2 separate regions of the Hordeum vulgare genome follow, and region 2 is linked to region 1. Evidence: chromatin contacts called from public Hi-C data. All regions are on one chromosome and are shown on one strand. Each heading gives the region's core, a stretch centred on a gene start, on an enhancer-like site or on the middle of the called end of the contact. The rest is flanking DNA. Distances are from core to core; before and after follow the strand shown.

Region 1 (7,778 bases), core at 1,987-4,486:
TTCATTCAAAATAAATACATTTTTAAAAATACAGAACATTTTTCAAAGTTGATGATTTTTTTTCATAGTAGAATAACCTTCTCAAATTTGTAAAAAACGGATGAACTCTTTCAAAATTCATGAGCATTTTTTCATATGCATGATTGTTTTCCAGAAATCTATGAATGATTTCCGAAATAGTGTTTTATAAACATTTTTTTGTTTTTTTGTAATTTTTTTAATATGCATTATTTTTTTATGATTATCAAGTTTTTTTTACTTTTTGAATAATCTCAGTTTTCCTTCTTTTTTCTACAAAAGTTTGTTGTTGGCCGGTCAACAAGTCAATCGTTGGTCGGTCGGGACTCCTAATTGTAGCATTTTGTGCTAGTTAACAAGCTGGCATGGCCGGCCCATGAGCACGCTCGCTCGTTTGAAAAAAAATGTCGCTACTGTTGAACAACTGCTCGTTCACTCACTCATTTTTTTTCCAGAAAATCCATAACAATGGTAAAAGTCCATTTTTGTGCAAATCCAAAAAAGGTCATGCATATGAAGGTTTTTTGAAAAAAAATCTTGAATTCCTAAAATTTCATGATCTTCTAAAAAAGAGGATTCCCAAAGAAGAACAAAAAGGTTCATCAACTTTAAAGAAGTACATTTTTTGAAGTTCAACAACTTGTGCAAAAAAAATATTTATTTTGGAGAGAGTTCACAATTTCTAATAATAGTTCATTGTTTTTGAAAACCAGTTCATTGTTTTTGAAAACCAATTCATCCTTTTTTTAAAGTACGCCAAATTTGGAAAAAGGTTCTTAACTTTGTTAGAAAGTTTGCACATTTGAAAAATAGTTCATTAATTAGGAAAGAAATTATGAACTTCAAAAAAAGGTAAAAGTGAAATCATATAATGTAACAAAAGAAATAGAAAAAAGAGGGATCCGGGAAAACCCAAATTAAAAAAATGGATGGAAAGCTTCCCAAGCCCAGGAAAAGGTCTTTCCCGATGCACCCTAGATTGGCCGGCTCGGGTAAGAGCCCCGTCGGTAGGTTCGCGACAAAGTAGTAAGAGCAACTCTAACAAACCTAGCATCCCGCCCCGATCCGGAAAATAACCATCCAAATGCGGGTCGGGGCGGAAAAACCTGCCCGATCAGACCCCGCATCCCGTCCGATCTGCAAATATTTTTGCGGGGTGCGACAAAATCTTGGCCCCAACCCGCGTATTCGCGGGTTTCACCCTCGCCGTTGCGGTGCCCTGCATATAAGCGGAAGCGGTTGGTGGGAGGGACATTTCAGCCCCCGTGGGGGCTGAAAAAGCATATTCCATGAATATGTTTTTTTACGGATCTGTTATGCAGGGTCTGTATCCGCGGCCGTGCGCGCCGGTCCGCAAAAACGTTTTTCCGTAAACTGCAAACACGTTTTGCAGGCCGAACGAATGCGAGGTGTGCTAGAGTTGCGCTAAGGGGACAATACTTATGTCCAAACTAGTCGGGGTTCCCACCGTTTCTTCTTCGTTTATTCCAGGTTTTTATTTTCTTATTTCTATTCTGTTTTTACATTATTTTTATTTGTTTCGTTGGTTTTATTTTTTCATTGCTTTATTTTTTTTATTTTTTTGTTTTCTTTGGTTTTTTATTTTCCTTCTATATTTTTTATATGTCATCATAATTTTTTAATATGCATTTATCATTTTTTGCAATACAGATTTAACATTTTTATGTATGGTTAACATATTTTCTTTACACATTTTAACATTGCTTGATTACCATTTTTTAAATACAAGATTAACATTTTTGAATGCATGGTCAATATTTTCTTATACTTTTTATATATAAATAAATGCTGGATTAACAGTTTTTGAGTAAAAAGTTTAATATTTTTTAATACATGGTCAATATTTTTTATACATATTTAACATTTTTCAAACAGTTACTTGACATTTTCCAAACACTGGTTCAACATGTTTTTTCAAAATATAACACTTTATATATATATTATCAAAAAAATCATCATTTTTCTGTTACATGGTCAACAAGTTTTCTATATATGTTCAACATTTTCCGAATACTTGTTCAATAATTTTCAAGTACTTGTTCAACGTTTTTAAAATATTGTTGTAGATATTTTTTTGTAATACCTATATTTTAGAACATATTTAGAATATCTTTAATTATATTTATAATATTTTCCTACGCACATGGGCCGGCTCCTCTTGCTCGCCTCTTCAGCGAGTGAGAAGTTAGACACGTTGAAAGCATGATACGGAGCGACCTTCGTTTTGTCTGAAAAAAGGGACGCCCTTCCTTTAAACCCCTGTAATTGAAGTCATCAAAGTAGTTGGGCCTTCATTTGCATTACCGATGTAGGCAACCAAATACGCCTTGTGCGGTACAAGTAGCCAGATTAGATTGAAGCGAAGTGCAAACTTCATTTCAACTTGCTGGAAATCGCTACGCGGGCACACATATTCAACGCATACAAGTGCTAGTAAAATTAACGGACACCCGAACACGTACACTCCGGATATCATAGTTGAATCAAAGAGCATAACAATAAATATTGTAGCTTAAAAGAAACTATAAATATTGTCCTCTCGAAAGTAAAGGAGAACTAAATAATAAGGATGATTCAAATAAATGAATGGTATTATAAATAAATAGTATGTATGTCCCTGTGGATCCATTCATGCATCGACAGAGCGTCCACAAATTTGCCATTGTTGGCACGCATATGGATCACACGAATCACTCGTCGGAGAGCTTGTCGATCAGCATCCTCATCACCTTCACCTGCACCTTCAAGTCCTCGATGTGGGTCGCCGCTTCCTGGAACAGCTCGCCGAGCCCGCACGGCTCGCGGCAGCAGGGCACCAGCCTCCTCAGCTCCCTCACCTGCTTCACCAGTGCCCTAGAAGCTTCAACGAAATGCCTCTCGCCCGCCTCCGGCACCGCCTTGCTCCTGCTACCCCCGTTCATCCTCTTCTCGGCCCAGCTCGACCCCTCCTCCGGTCGTACGGTGGCCTTGGTCGTCGGGAAAAGAGGCCGAAGAAGAGAAGACTAGTCTTCAACGGAGGCGAACTGCCCGCATATATAGCCGCAATCTTTGTTCTTTCTGCACCATGCTTTGATAGGGATGTATCGGGGAGAACATGCGCCTGCCGATACGCGCAGCAATCATGTGTGTGTTCATGCGCCGGTACTCCCCATATGCGAATGTCCCAGGCGTCGCCACGAACCGCCTACAGAAAGATACCGTTCCTGCGGTTGGCGAGACACGGCCGCTACGTCATCGAGTAAAACGCAGCGCGCCAAGTTGTCTATTGCGAGTCTCGCGCTCGCCGGCTGGCTTGACGGGGAGCTTAGCTTGCATGCGCTGTGTGGTCGGCAGATACTCGTATCGTATGCATGCATATGGTAGGCGCCATCCATTTTTTTTTATGTTTTGCGAAAAGGTAGGCGCCATCCATGTTGTACTCCCTCCGTTTCTAAATATAAGACATTGTAGAGATTGCATTATGAACTACATACGGGTGTATATATACATATTTTAAAATGTAGATTCACTCATTTTGTTTCGTATGTAGTCTATAGTGAAATCTTTACAAGGTCTTATATTTAGGAACGGAGGGAGTAGATAAACATATTGTATGCATATCGTTTTCTTTTTCAGAGAGAACGGAGATCAGTGAGTAGATAGAGCATGCGTGCATGGGTGTAGGCTTGTAGCTACAGTTAGCTCGCTTATTTTGTTTGTCGTTGCAACGAGCACATGCACCCACATGATGCCGCCCAACAAACTGAACACCAGCTATGCCTTCTCGGCGAATGAAAGCGTGCGTAGTGTCAACTAATCGCGTAGCTTCCATGCCCTTTTATCACTACAACACCCTGGATTATTCTCTCGACACGACTCCGCCTCCATTCCTTGCTTGCACCGGTCGAGCAATATATGTATTTTTGGTACGTTAGGAAAACTTTTCATAGGCTACTAATCACCGACGTTAATTAGGATAAGCAGACTCCTCCAGCTCGGAATGCATGCGCTGCGCTCCATTTTAGCCGGATAGCAGAGCAGGTTTCTCTTTGCACCGAGAGTACAGAGACCGGATCAGCTATCACGGGGTACATTGCTAACGATAGACGTAACTAAAATGATCAGCAGAACATAATCAAACATCGGGGAAGATATAAGGGGTGTCGTTCATACTTCATAGTTCATACCGATATAGCTTCAATGCACGATGCTCCTATTAACATAGCGTGCCATATTAGCTTGTGCAAGCTTTCTAATGTCTATGTAAAACACTTTAAAATGCATAAAAGTTATATAATACCTAGATTCTCACTACTAGGATAAGGATGTGGCGGCCGGGTTGGTGATCGTGCATCTCCTTGAAACGTGACGCATAGTTTAGTTTAGTCAGAGCTCAGTTATAGGAGGCAATTAACAAGCTATTGTAGCTTTCGCATCATGCCCCCACGTGCATCCATGACGGCAAGATACAAAAGTGAGCACTGGAGCGGCCCGCATGCATCATTCTCCAGCGCAAGCGGTTCGTTAAGTGTGGAGACGGGAGCATTAGGCCGGCCTAACAATTATTAGCTCGCTACAAATGCATTATTTGGGTGGACATAATCAGAATCCATAGGTCTTTAAGAAAATCGATGCTCTCAGAAGAGCCTTATTTTGGACTACCGAGGAAACCTGCTTATTGCTTGAAAGACTGTTTGTAAACCGAAAAAATATGATGGTTTCGGCACTAAAAACCTGCATGCATAAAATAACTTCATGCTTATGAAATTCGCAATAAAATCACTACTACCCTCTCCCACCCGTTGCCTGATTGTTTTAATTTACAACACCCTTTGTATCCCCCACTTCCTGTACCTCTATCCCGGGTGCATTGGAAGGCTTATTTTAAATAGCTAAAATTCACATTTAAGTTTCAGAAAAATTACGAAAAGAATTCTACATGATCATATGGATGTATATCACACATGTGTAAAGTATGGTGATGAAATAAGACATTCCAAAAGAATTTTTGGAATTTGAAAACAAGGTTACCAGAGTTGTGATTCTAAATCGGATCGGAGCCCTGATGGTAGGATCGCAAATCGTAGAATCTTTACTACAAGAATTGTAGAAACGTAGACTTTACTAGCTAGAATCATATGACTCGACATGGATCCTAATGTCGTAGAATCATACAACAGGATTGCGATCCTCACACCCTTGCTTGAAAATACCATTTTGGCACTATTCAAAATATAGAGCTGCCCGAAGCTAGTCCTCCAAAGATGACCTTTTGATACTATCGAGTCTTGCGAACACATCATAGTATCTCGTCGGGCAGAACCACCAAATTCCATCACTCCATACTATCTCCTTTGTTCTTACAAACAATGGCTCCTTCATCTATTTTTTAGCTCGATATTGGGTTAATCATACGACCATTTTGAATCATTATTTTTTACTTTAATTTATTTTATTTCAATGATATATTTCACATTGCAATGCAATTCTAATGCAATTTATCTCGTAACATGCGAATAATACAAAGAGAGGGGGATTACCGACAGCTGGAATTCCGGACTTAAAATAGAAACAAAAGAGAAGGAATTCTCCAAAGCTCAAAATGAAACGTGTATTTTTAGAGAATTATTTTAGAATATATGAAGAATATTAGAGCAAATAAGTACGAGAGAGGCACCAGTAGCCAGCAACATGGATAGGTGGTGCGACCTACCCCTATTCACGCCCCTTGTCCATGTGGGTCCATGGTGGCTCGCCTCCCGATGACCTTTGCCCATAAAATTCTAGTTACCCTAAAAATCACACGAAACTTTTAGGATTTTCTACCGCTGTGTGCAAGGCGGAGCTTGGGCGGGGCACTTTTGCTATTCGGTGGAGCGATTCTACAAGGGAAACTTTCCTCCGAGAGGGAGAAATCAAAGCCTTCATAATCAGCAACGCTCCATTCATTGTGGGGATCCTTATCTTCATCAACGCCATCTCATCTCCAAACACTAGTTCTTGTTTTGTGCTCAATCTTGGCATCAAACCTCTCTTGGGGAACGTCGCATGGGAAACAAAAAATTTCCTACGCGCACGAAGACCTATCATGGTGATGTCCATCTACGAGAGGGGATGAGTGATCTACGTACCCTTGTAGACCGTACAGCAGAAGCGTTAGAGAACGCGGTTGATGTAGTGGAACGTCCTCACGTCCCTCGATCCGCCCCGCGAACAATCCCGCGATCAGTCCCACGATCTAGTACCGAACGGACGGCACCTCCGCGTTCAGCACACGTACAGCTCGACGATGATCTCGGCCTTCTTGATCCAGCAAGAGAGACGGAGAGGTAGAAGAGTTCTCCGGCAGCGTGACGGCGCTCCGGAGGTTGGTGATGACCTTGTCTCAGCAGGGCTTCGCCCGAGCTCCGCAGAAACGCGATCTAGAGGAAAAACCGTGGAGGTATGTGGTCGGGCTGCCGTGGAAAAGTCGTCTCAAATCAGCCCTAAAACCTCCGTATATATAGGTGGGAGGGAGGAGGCCTTGCCTTGGGGTCCAAGGACCCTCAAGGGGGTCGGCCGAGCCAAGGGGGAGGACTCTCCCCCCCCCCAAACCGAGTTGGACTAGGTTTGGTGGGAGGGAGTCCACCTCCCTTCCCACCTCCTCCCTTTTTTTTTTCTTTTCCTCTTGATTTTTCTTCTCTTGGCGCATAGACCACTTGTGGGCTGTCCCACCAGCCCACTAAGGGCTGGTGTGTCTCCCCAAGGCCTATGGGCTTCCCCGGGGTGGGTTGCCCCCCCCCCCGGTGAACTCCCGGAACCCATTCGTCATTCCCGGTACATTCCCGGTAACTCCGAAAACCTTCCAGTAATCAAATGAGGTCATCCTATATATCAATCTTCGTTTCCGGACCATTCCGGAAACCCTCGTGACGTCCGTGATCTCATCCGGGACTCCGAACAACATTCGGTAACCAACCATATAACTCAAATACACATAAAACAACGTCGAACCTTAAGTGTGCAGACCCTGCGGGTTCGAGAACTATGTAGACATGACCCGAGAGACTCCTCGGTCAATATCCAATAGCGGGACCTGGATGCCCATATTGGATCCTACATATTCTACGAAGATCTTATCGTTTGAACCTCAGTGCCAAGGATTCGTATAATCCCGTATATCATTCCCTTTGTCCTTCGGTATGTTACTTGCCCGAGATTCGATCGTCAGTATCCGCATACCTATTTCAATCTCGTTTACCGGAAAGTCTCTTTACTCGTTCCGTAATACAAGATCCCGCAACTTACACTAAGTTACATTGCTTGCAAGGCTTGTGTGTGATGTTGTATTACCGAGTGGGCCCCGAGATACCTCTCCGTCACACGGAGTGACAAATCCCAGTCTTGATCCATACTAACTCAACTAACACCTTCGGAGATACCTCTAGAGCATCTTTATAGTCACCCAGTTACGTTGCGACGTTTGATAAACACAAAGCATTCCTCCGGTGTCAGTGAGTTATATGATCTCATGGTCATAGGAATAAATACTTGACACGCAGAAAACAGTAGCAACAAAATGACACGATCAACATGCTACGTCTATTAGTTTGGGTCTAGTCCATCACGTGATTCTCCCAATGACGTGATCCAGTTATCAAGCAACAACACCTTGTACATAATCAGAAGACACTGACTATCATTGATCAACTGGCTAGCCAACTAGAGGCATGCTAGGGACGGTGTTTTGTCTATGTATCCACACATGTAAATGAGTCTTC
Region 2 (7,574 bases), core at 253-2,752, 780 kb after region 1:
TCCGGCGTGCCGCTCAGATCGGCCACGTGCCATTTATTCCCCCCACGTTGCTCCCACACTTCCCGTTCCATGTTTCGAGATAAACAATGGACTGCTCCATCCCTCTAGGGAGCTTTTATCTTTTCCAGGAACGCCATGGGAGGGTGAAATTCTGCTGTTTCCATACAGCTCGAGCATAAGTATCGGTTAGTGCTAAGTCGGTCGCAGTTTGAGAGATTTTGATCATGCATTGCAACTTGATCGGGTGTTACCGCGATGGAACAGAGAACCCATGGCATCATTTCATTCATGAGAATCACGCGATAAGTATGATTAGGAGATGATGAAGGTTATGTTAAGTGCGCTTTCCAGTCGACAGAAAGCGAGAGAGACATGCGCCGCGCGCAGGAAAGAACACACACACGGTACTCGACCACCACCAAGGAAGTGCTCTGAACATTTCTTCATGCCTGATACATTTATCAGAGAAGGGGTCGAAAGAGAAACAAACACGCGAAAGAATCCCGAGGAGAAAGCGAAGCTAGAAGAGAATACAACAAAACGAATGTGCCTACCACTAGAGAACGAGAGAGACATAGAGAGGCATTACAGCACGGTTTAAATCACCAGAATGCCATCATTATCACCAACACACTAACCGCTCAACCAACATGAGAAAGAACGTGGCAAACTAGAGAGGAGGAAGCAGGGGCTAACTAATCGATCCCACGAGGAAAAGGGGGTGAAATTTACAACGAATACACGAATCATGCACCAAGCTTGGGTCATGCCAGCGAGGAGGAGCTGCCGGAGGCTGAGACGCTGGCCAGGACCTCGGCTAGAGCGGTCATGGCGCGCACCTGCATCTCCAGCGCCTTGATGTAGTCGGAGGCCTCGCTCAGGAGAGCCGGGAACGGCAGTTTGTGGCAGCCAGGCACCAGCCGCCCGAGCACCTTGGCCTTCTTCGCCAGAGCAGGTGCCTTACCCGGCTGGGGCTGTGCGGCGGCAGTGACGGAGGGGTGGCGCGCAGGCGGTGTGGCTGGGGCGCGGAGGCGCGCGCGGTGGGCGGCCTGGAGGCGGCGGCGGCGGGATGCAAGTATGGCGCGGCTCCAGCGCGAGCGCCCGCGGGCCGCCACCGCCAGCGCGCGGTCGGCCGCCTCCCGCACGGCCCGGCCACGCGCCGGCGCCGTCGTCGATGACCCACCTCGGACAAGGCGGAGCGCCTCGAAGAGCTTGGAGGAGTAGATCTCGTGCTCGCGCCGCGTCCGCCACTTGGAAGGCTGCGCCTCCGTCCCCGGCCCGGCGGACGCCGTGGACTCTCCCCCGGCTGCTGCCCTCTTCCGCTTCCGCTCATTCTCGTCCACCGCCGTCGAGCTCGACGTGGATGCCATTGCAATCGCCAGGGAAGAGCAGGATTAGGCAGCCTGTGATCTGATTGTTTCTCCGCTGAGTTGGGTCTGCGCTTGCCTTTGAGTTGGAGGAGAGCCAGGGGAGGCAGAGGTGGGAAGAGATGGGGGAGGTTGGGGAATGAATATAAAGGGGGCGGTATTGGCAAATGACAGCAGTGATGCCGCCCCCATTAGTCATGTGACTCTTTTGGATTTTTGGCTTCTGTTTTTTTTTCTCTCTCTCTCCTTTGTGCTGCCGTGTTGGTTGAGTGTATGGTAATGAATTTTCTGTGCTTTTGGTATATCCATTTTGCATGTGTGACACTCGGTGTAAGCAAGCAGCTAATTATGAGGTCCACTGGGTTTGGACTTTGTGGCTCGGTGTCCACCAACTGGATCAGGTCAGGGAGCCGGAGGCTTCTTGCTCTCCTTCCTTCCGTGCTCATGGCCGCGAAAAAGGCAAGGCGCTCTTGTTTTTAGGCCACGTTAGAGTTTCATTGAAATGTAAAATCATGTTTGAGCATATTTGTTGTGTTTACTTCATGATAACATCGACATAAGGGGCACGTGTGTGTGCCTTCGATAAGGAGCGCCCACAACGATGCGTCGCGTTTGTTCTCGCAGCAATAATAATTTTTTAATGGTCTCAAAATCTCGATGTAATTTTTATTACATTTGGGATATCTTGTATTTCTGAAGAACTTTTGTAATAGAGTTTATTCTTTAAAAAATATGGACATATGAATGAATGTGAATTTTATATACGAATTTAACAACTTAGGCGTAGTATGATCCAAGGTCCTTGTGAAATAATATTCTTAGTAGAATTCTTCAGATTTAATACTACAATTCAAAGAGTAGTACTACTCCGAAGAACATAGAATTCTTTGGAGCAGTAATTTTTTTTGGCACATAACGATCGACGGAAAATTAATGCTCTCTCATTGACTTGCCTTGGGCGAGACACACACACAGCAAATCTGGGGTCGTTGAACCTCTGCGGGTAGTGCAAATTGCCTGCGTACGTTTGGTGTAGAATGCATTTTAAAAAGAAATGAAAAATAGCAAACCAAAATATACGCCAGTAAACGGCGGCGAGATGGCATGGTGCTTTCTGATCGAGAGGGGGTGCAGAGATCTGCTCTTCTTCTTTTGTCTTGTGGTCCTCCTCACACTGTAGATCACCTTGGCAAATGGCACTGCGTGCCGTAGTTACTGTGCCATAAGACCAGGACAATCAGTGAATAATCAATACGCGGTATATAGGGACTGGATTGCTTTTCTTTTTTTCAAGCTATTAGTGTGTGCTGTTTTTCGAAACAATATCATCAGATGTTCCATGTGAGATCTCTAACTGGAACGAGGATAATCACATTACGTCAGCGCTGATTTCTTTTTTACTTTTTTTGCGAGAAGCGTGCTGTATTTTTGACCGTCATATTATGCAAATCTAGTAGTTCTATATGTAAAAAATAGGTACTTCTGCGACATATACATATATGCACACCATACGACTCTATGATCATATGATCTCATTCTCTGGATTTTTGGAACAACTCTTTATTTGAATTAGACGACAGCCTTCAAATGTGCTCAGGAAGTGTTGTCTTGATATAAACATAGTGAAAACATCCATTGGTTTACCATATGATGTATCTAGGGTTTAGGCATGGCTCCCGCGACATGGGCGAAACCCTGCCGCCACCGCCGCCGACGCCCAAGGATGGAAGCTTATCGGAGCAATGAGAGGTGTCCCTCCATCGTACGTATCTGAGGTCTACGCCGTCTAAGAGTCCTACCCCTACCCGGCCCCTCGGAGTCCGAGGACTGCACGAAGGGACTACCTAGGAAGTACCTACATATAGTAGTCATTGCAGTAACCCGATAAGCAGATCTCTACGCGCCGACCCTGATCCACCTGATCCTGACCCCGTTCAAGCTGCACCGATGTCGTCGCTACCGTCGCCTTCTAGCGGTGGTGGGGGTGATCAAGGGGGAACCGGTGAGGTTCCTGCCCGCCCGAAGCCAACGCGCGGTCGTGCCATGGTGACGTCTAGGGCTGCGAGAACACAAGGTCATGAGATGTGTCCGGAGGAGGAGGACAACAACTGGGATGCTCCAAGATATGGGGATGGCTTACCGGCATCCGCTGACACGCAGCTAGGCGGTGAAGTGGCCATGGATGATGTGGCCTTCGTCGCGGTGGATTTTGATGAGGACGATGAAGAAGTGGATGAAACGGAGAGGTGGAAGCTACTAGGCTTGTACCGAGCGCAGAAGTGTCCAAGTGCAAAGACTTTGTCTAACCACTTTGAGAAGATCTGGCAGCTACGTACTGGGGTGGAATTCCAACCTATGGAGAGCAATCACTTTGTGATCAAGCTCTTCTCGGAAGGAGACTTCAACTTTGTGGGAAGAGGGGGGCCATGGATTTACGATGGCAATGCTTTGCTGGTTGCTCCATTCGATGGCGATGCGAGACCATCTGAATCTGTCCTTCATTCTGTACCAGTGTGGGTGCGGGTGTTCGATGTTCCATGGAAGAGACAGGCTAAGGTTTACGGGAGGGCCATTGGTGGAACGCTGGGCGAAGTCATTGAGGTAGATGCACCTGATACAGGCCATGCCATGAATGAATTTCTCCGCATAAGAGTTAAGCTCCCCTATAACAGGCGATTGCAGAAGGAAGTGATTCTCGAATACAAAGCTCAAGGAGTTGTGAAGCGAAGCATCTTCCAACTAAAGTATGAACGTGTTCCACACTTCTGTTTCCATTGTGGGTTTATGGGGCATGACAAACTTGCTTGTGAGAAAAAGCTCCTGGGTCTCCCCTCCAAGGCCTACGATTCCATGCTCAGATGCTCACCGTACAAGAAGTTTGATCACAGGACGGCTTATACCCCCTCGCCTGGTCAGCCGCGTGCACGAAGGGGGATGAGCTTCTCTTTTGGTAGCACAGGTTCGGCGAATAACAAGGATCATATGAGATCGAGTGGAAGTAGTAAACCAAATGAGGACCCTGAGATTCCAAGGCGGGTAGATGCCCATGATAATTTTGAACTTGAGGAGGCACCGGGCTCGACAGCAGCCGACCAGACCCTCGCGAAGGAGGTGGATAAAATGAAGGTATGGCTGGAGAAGGAAAAACCTGAATGTAGTAAGGTCCAACAGATGGCTAAATTTTTTGAAGCAAAAGCTCCAGCTACCGGTAGCCCAGGCGTGAGCAAGCAGAGAAAGAAGAAAAGCGGAGTGCCAAAGAAGATGCCGGAGGGACAGAGACCGGGCAACCTGGTGATCCGGGATGCACCGCTTGGATCGGAAGACATGATTCCAGCTCTCCGCGGGTTAAGCTCCCTTGGCTCGTCCGAAAGTGCATCAGCGCCTATGGACTACCATGATTCAGTTCCGGGGAAACGCCAGGTGGATGGTATGCTTGGATTCGATCTTGTGGCAGATGCTACCAATGCTATGGTGCCCTTTGTTGTCGCATCGTCTGGAGGGGTGCAGAAGAAAGGGAAGGTGGACAACCAGTTAGCGCAGGAACAATGGATGCCTATAGATGATGGAAGGGTAGGAAACAACATTGTGTGTGAGGAGGTAAAGGAGGCAACCGGCCATGGGGCCATCGGCGAACTAACGGGGCCAAATGTGGCGCCCCGTCACGAGCAATGAATTGCCTAACTTGGAACTGTCGGGGTGTGGCCAACAAACCTACAGTTCGTGAATTAGCGGGCCTTGTGCAAAAGATCAAGGCCCGAATGGTGTTCCTATGTGAAACTAGACAGAATGCTACTAAGGTTCGTCGTCTATGTGGTAGACTAGGGCTGAGAGGTTTTGTCGGATCTGATAGTGTTGGCCTAAGTGGTGGTTTAGCCCTATTTTGGTGTGAGCAGCTATGTGTGGATGTGAAATAAGTTAATGAAAGATTTATTGATGTGTATATCCGCGTATCCCCGACTGACCCTGAATGGAGACTCACATGTGTTTATGGAGAGCCTCGTGTGGAAAATAGACACACCACGTGGGCAGCGATGCATAATCTGAAAGTCCAATCCGATCTTCCTTGGTGTGTGATGGGTGATTTCAATGAAGCTATGTGGTCCTTCGGACACATGTCTGTAACCCCACGAGGAGAACCACAAATGCTCGCTTTCAGAGATACCTTGGAGGTATGTGGCCTCCAAGACTTGGGGTTCTCGGGAATGCCCTTTACCTATGATAACAAGCGTGACGGAAGAAGGAATGTCAGGGTCCGTTTGGATAGGGTGGTTGCAGACAATGCTTGGAGATATTTATTTGCTGAGACGGCGGTCTCTCACCTTGTTAGTGCGTGTTCAGATCATCTACCAGTTGTCTTATGCTGTGAGAAGGAACCCGATAAACAACATCACCCTTCCCACAAGCAGTATGAGATTGCCTCGGAAAGGGAGCCGAGCCTACAGGAAACAGTTGGGTCTGTTTGGGCATAGGCCGGACGGATGGTGCATCTCGGCGACGTGAGGCAGGGTCTAAACCAGCTCATGTACAAACTACAACTCTGGAGTAAGGAGAAGTTTGGTCATGTGACCCAGGAGTCGGAAAAAAGTAGACCACGGCTTGAAGAACTCCTTAATATGAATACTGACAGGAACGAGATTAGAAGGGTAACCGATCATATGAATGAGCTCTTGTACCGCGAGGAACTTCTTTGGCTGCAGAGATCTAGGGTGGATTGTCTATGAGATGGCGATCAGAACACTAAATTCTTCCACCACAAGGGAGTGTGGCGCGCACGCAAAATCGAGTTAAAACCCTGGTGGATGCTCACGGAGTTACCCATAGTGAGCAGAAGGCGATGAGTGATCTAGTCAACTCATACTTCCAGGACCTTTTTAAAGAGAAAGATAACTTGGTTCGTGAGCCCTTGTTGAACCTGTTTGAGCCCAAAGTAATGCAGGCGATGAATGACTGTCTTTGCAAGGCGTTCTCTGATAAGGAAATAGCCGATAGTCTGTTCCAAATCGCCCCCCTGAAGGCCCCTGGTAAGGACGGTTTCCCTGCAAGATTCTTCCAGAAAAATTGGGCAGTTATGAAGAACGATATTACTTCTGCTGTCAAATCTTTCTTCCACTCAAGGGTGATGCCTCCAGGAGTTAATGAGACCATCATTGTGCTAATTCCCATGGTATCTAACCCTACACGCCTCACAGAATTCAAGCCAATAAGTCTTTGCAATGTGATATATAAGATCGTGGCAAAATGCCTAGTTAACAGGCTGCGCCCTATCCTGGATGAGATTATATCGCCAGCCCAGAGTGCTTTTGTTCCAGGTAGGCTGATTACAGACAATGCGCCGCTGGCCTTTGAGTGTTTACATTTTATGCACCAAGAGAAAAACCCCAAGAACAGTTTCTGTGCATATAAACTTGACCTATCTAAGGCCTATGACCGTGTGGATTGGAGCTTTCTAAGGCAAGCGATGGAAAAACTTGGTTTCTCTCAACAATGGGTACAATTGATTATGGCTTGTGTCATATCCGTGCGCTATTCTGTCAAATTTAATGGAGCTATCTTGGATTCATTTACACCCTTGCGTGGACTACGACAAGGTGATCCCCTATCCCCTTTCTTGTTCCTCTTTGTTGCTGGTGGCCTCTCTGCTCTCCTCCGACAAGGGGTGTTGTCCGATAATATTGAACCAGTTAAGGTGCGCCGACGAGCCCCAGGTGTTTCTCATTTGCTGTTCGCGGATGACACCCTCCTATTTTTCAAGGCCAACCATGAGCAAGCCACGCTTGTCAAAGGGGTTATCCATAGCTATGCACAAGCAACAGGTGAGCTCATCAATGCACAAAAATGCTCTATTCACTTTGGGGAGGCTTGCCCAGCAGCAAATCAACTAGTAGTGAGCCAGATCCTTGATGTTCAGCAACAAGACTTTGAAGGGCAATATCTTGGGCTCCCCACACCAGATGGCAGAATGCACGGAGGTAAATTTCAGAAATTGCAAGAGAGCCTAACAAAACGTATATTGGAATGGGGGGACACCCTCTCACAAGCGGGGAAGGAGACTATGATCAAAGCAGTAGCCCAGGGGATCCCCACATACATTATGGGGGTGTTCAAGCTACCTGCATTAGTGTGTGAGGACCTAACACGGCTGGTAAGGAACTTTTGGTGGGGAGCAAAAAATGGCAAAAGGAAAACACATTGCAAATCGTGGGAGAA

What was found. A called contact is a pair of places that touch in the nucleus more often than the background predicts.
Region 2: a contact with region 1 is called in a Hi-C map of leaf, with 3 times the contacts expected there. The contact joins the promoter of LOC123446549 here to the enhancer-like site in region 1. A contact is called at or near these places in 3 of 6 Hi-C or Micro-C datasets (leaf and seedling) and 1 of 1 datasets of contacts at active chromatin or transcription factors (embryo).

What each region holds. Positions count from the first base shown.
Region 1 is chr4H:422,175,440-422,183,217 of MorexV3_pseudomolecules_assembly, forward strand. No RefSeq gene overlaps it. Among protein-coding and RNA genes, the nearest start is that of LOC123448807, 260 kb to the left of the region's middle. Within about 2 kb of position 3,237, at least 2 of the 3 cell types and tissues checked have open chromatin away from gene starts, as enhancers often do. A contact at or near this core is called in leaf, where this site is marked.
Region 2 is chr4H:422,960,770-422,968,343 of MorexV3_pseudomolecules_assembly, forward strand. LOC123446549 (transcription factor bHLH148-like) reads right to left here and starts at 1,503. Exons shown (of 1, transcript XM_045123121.1): 1 at 418-1,503. The coding sequence starts at 1,370. The coding sequence ends at 765.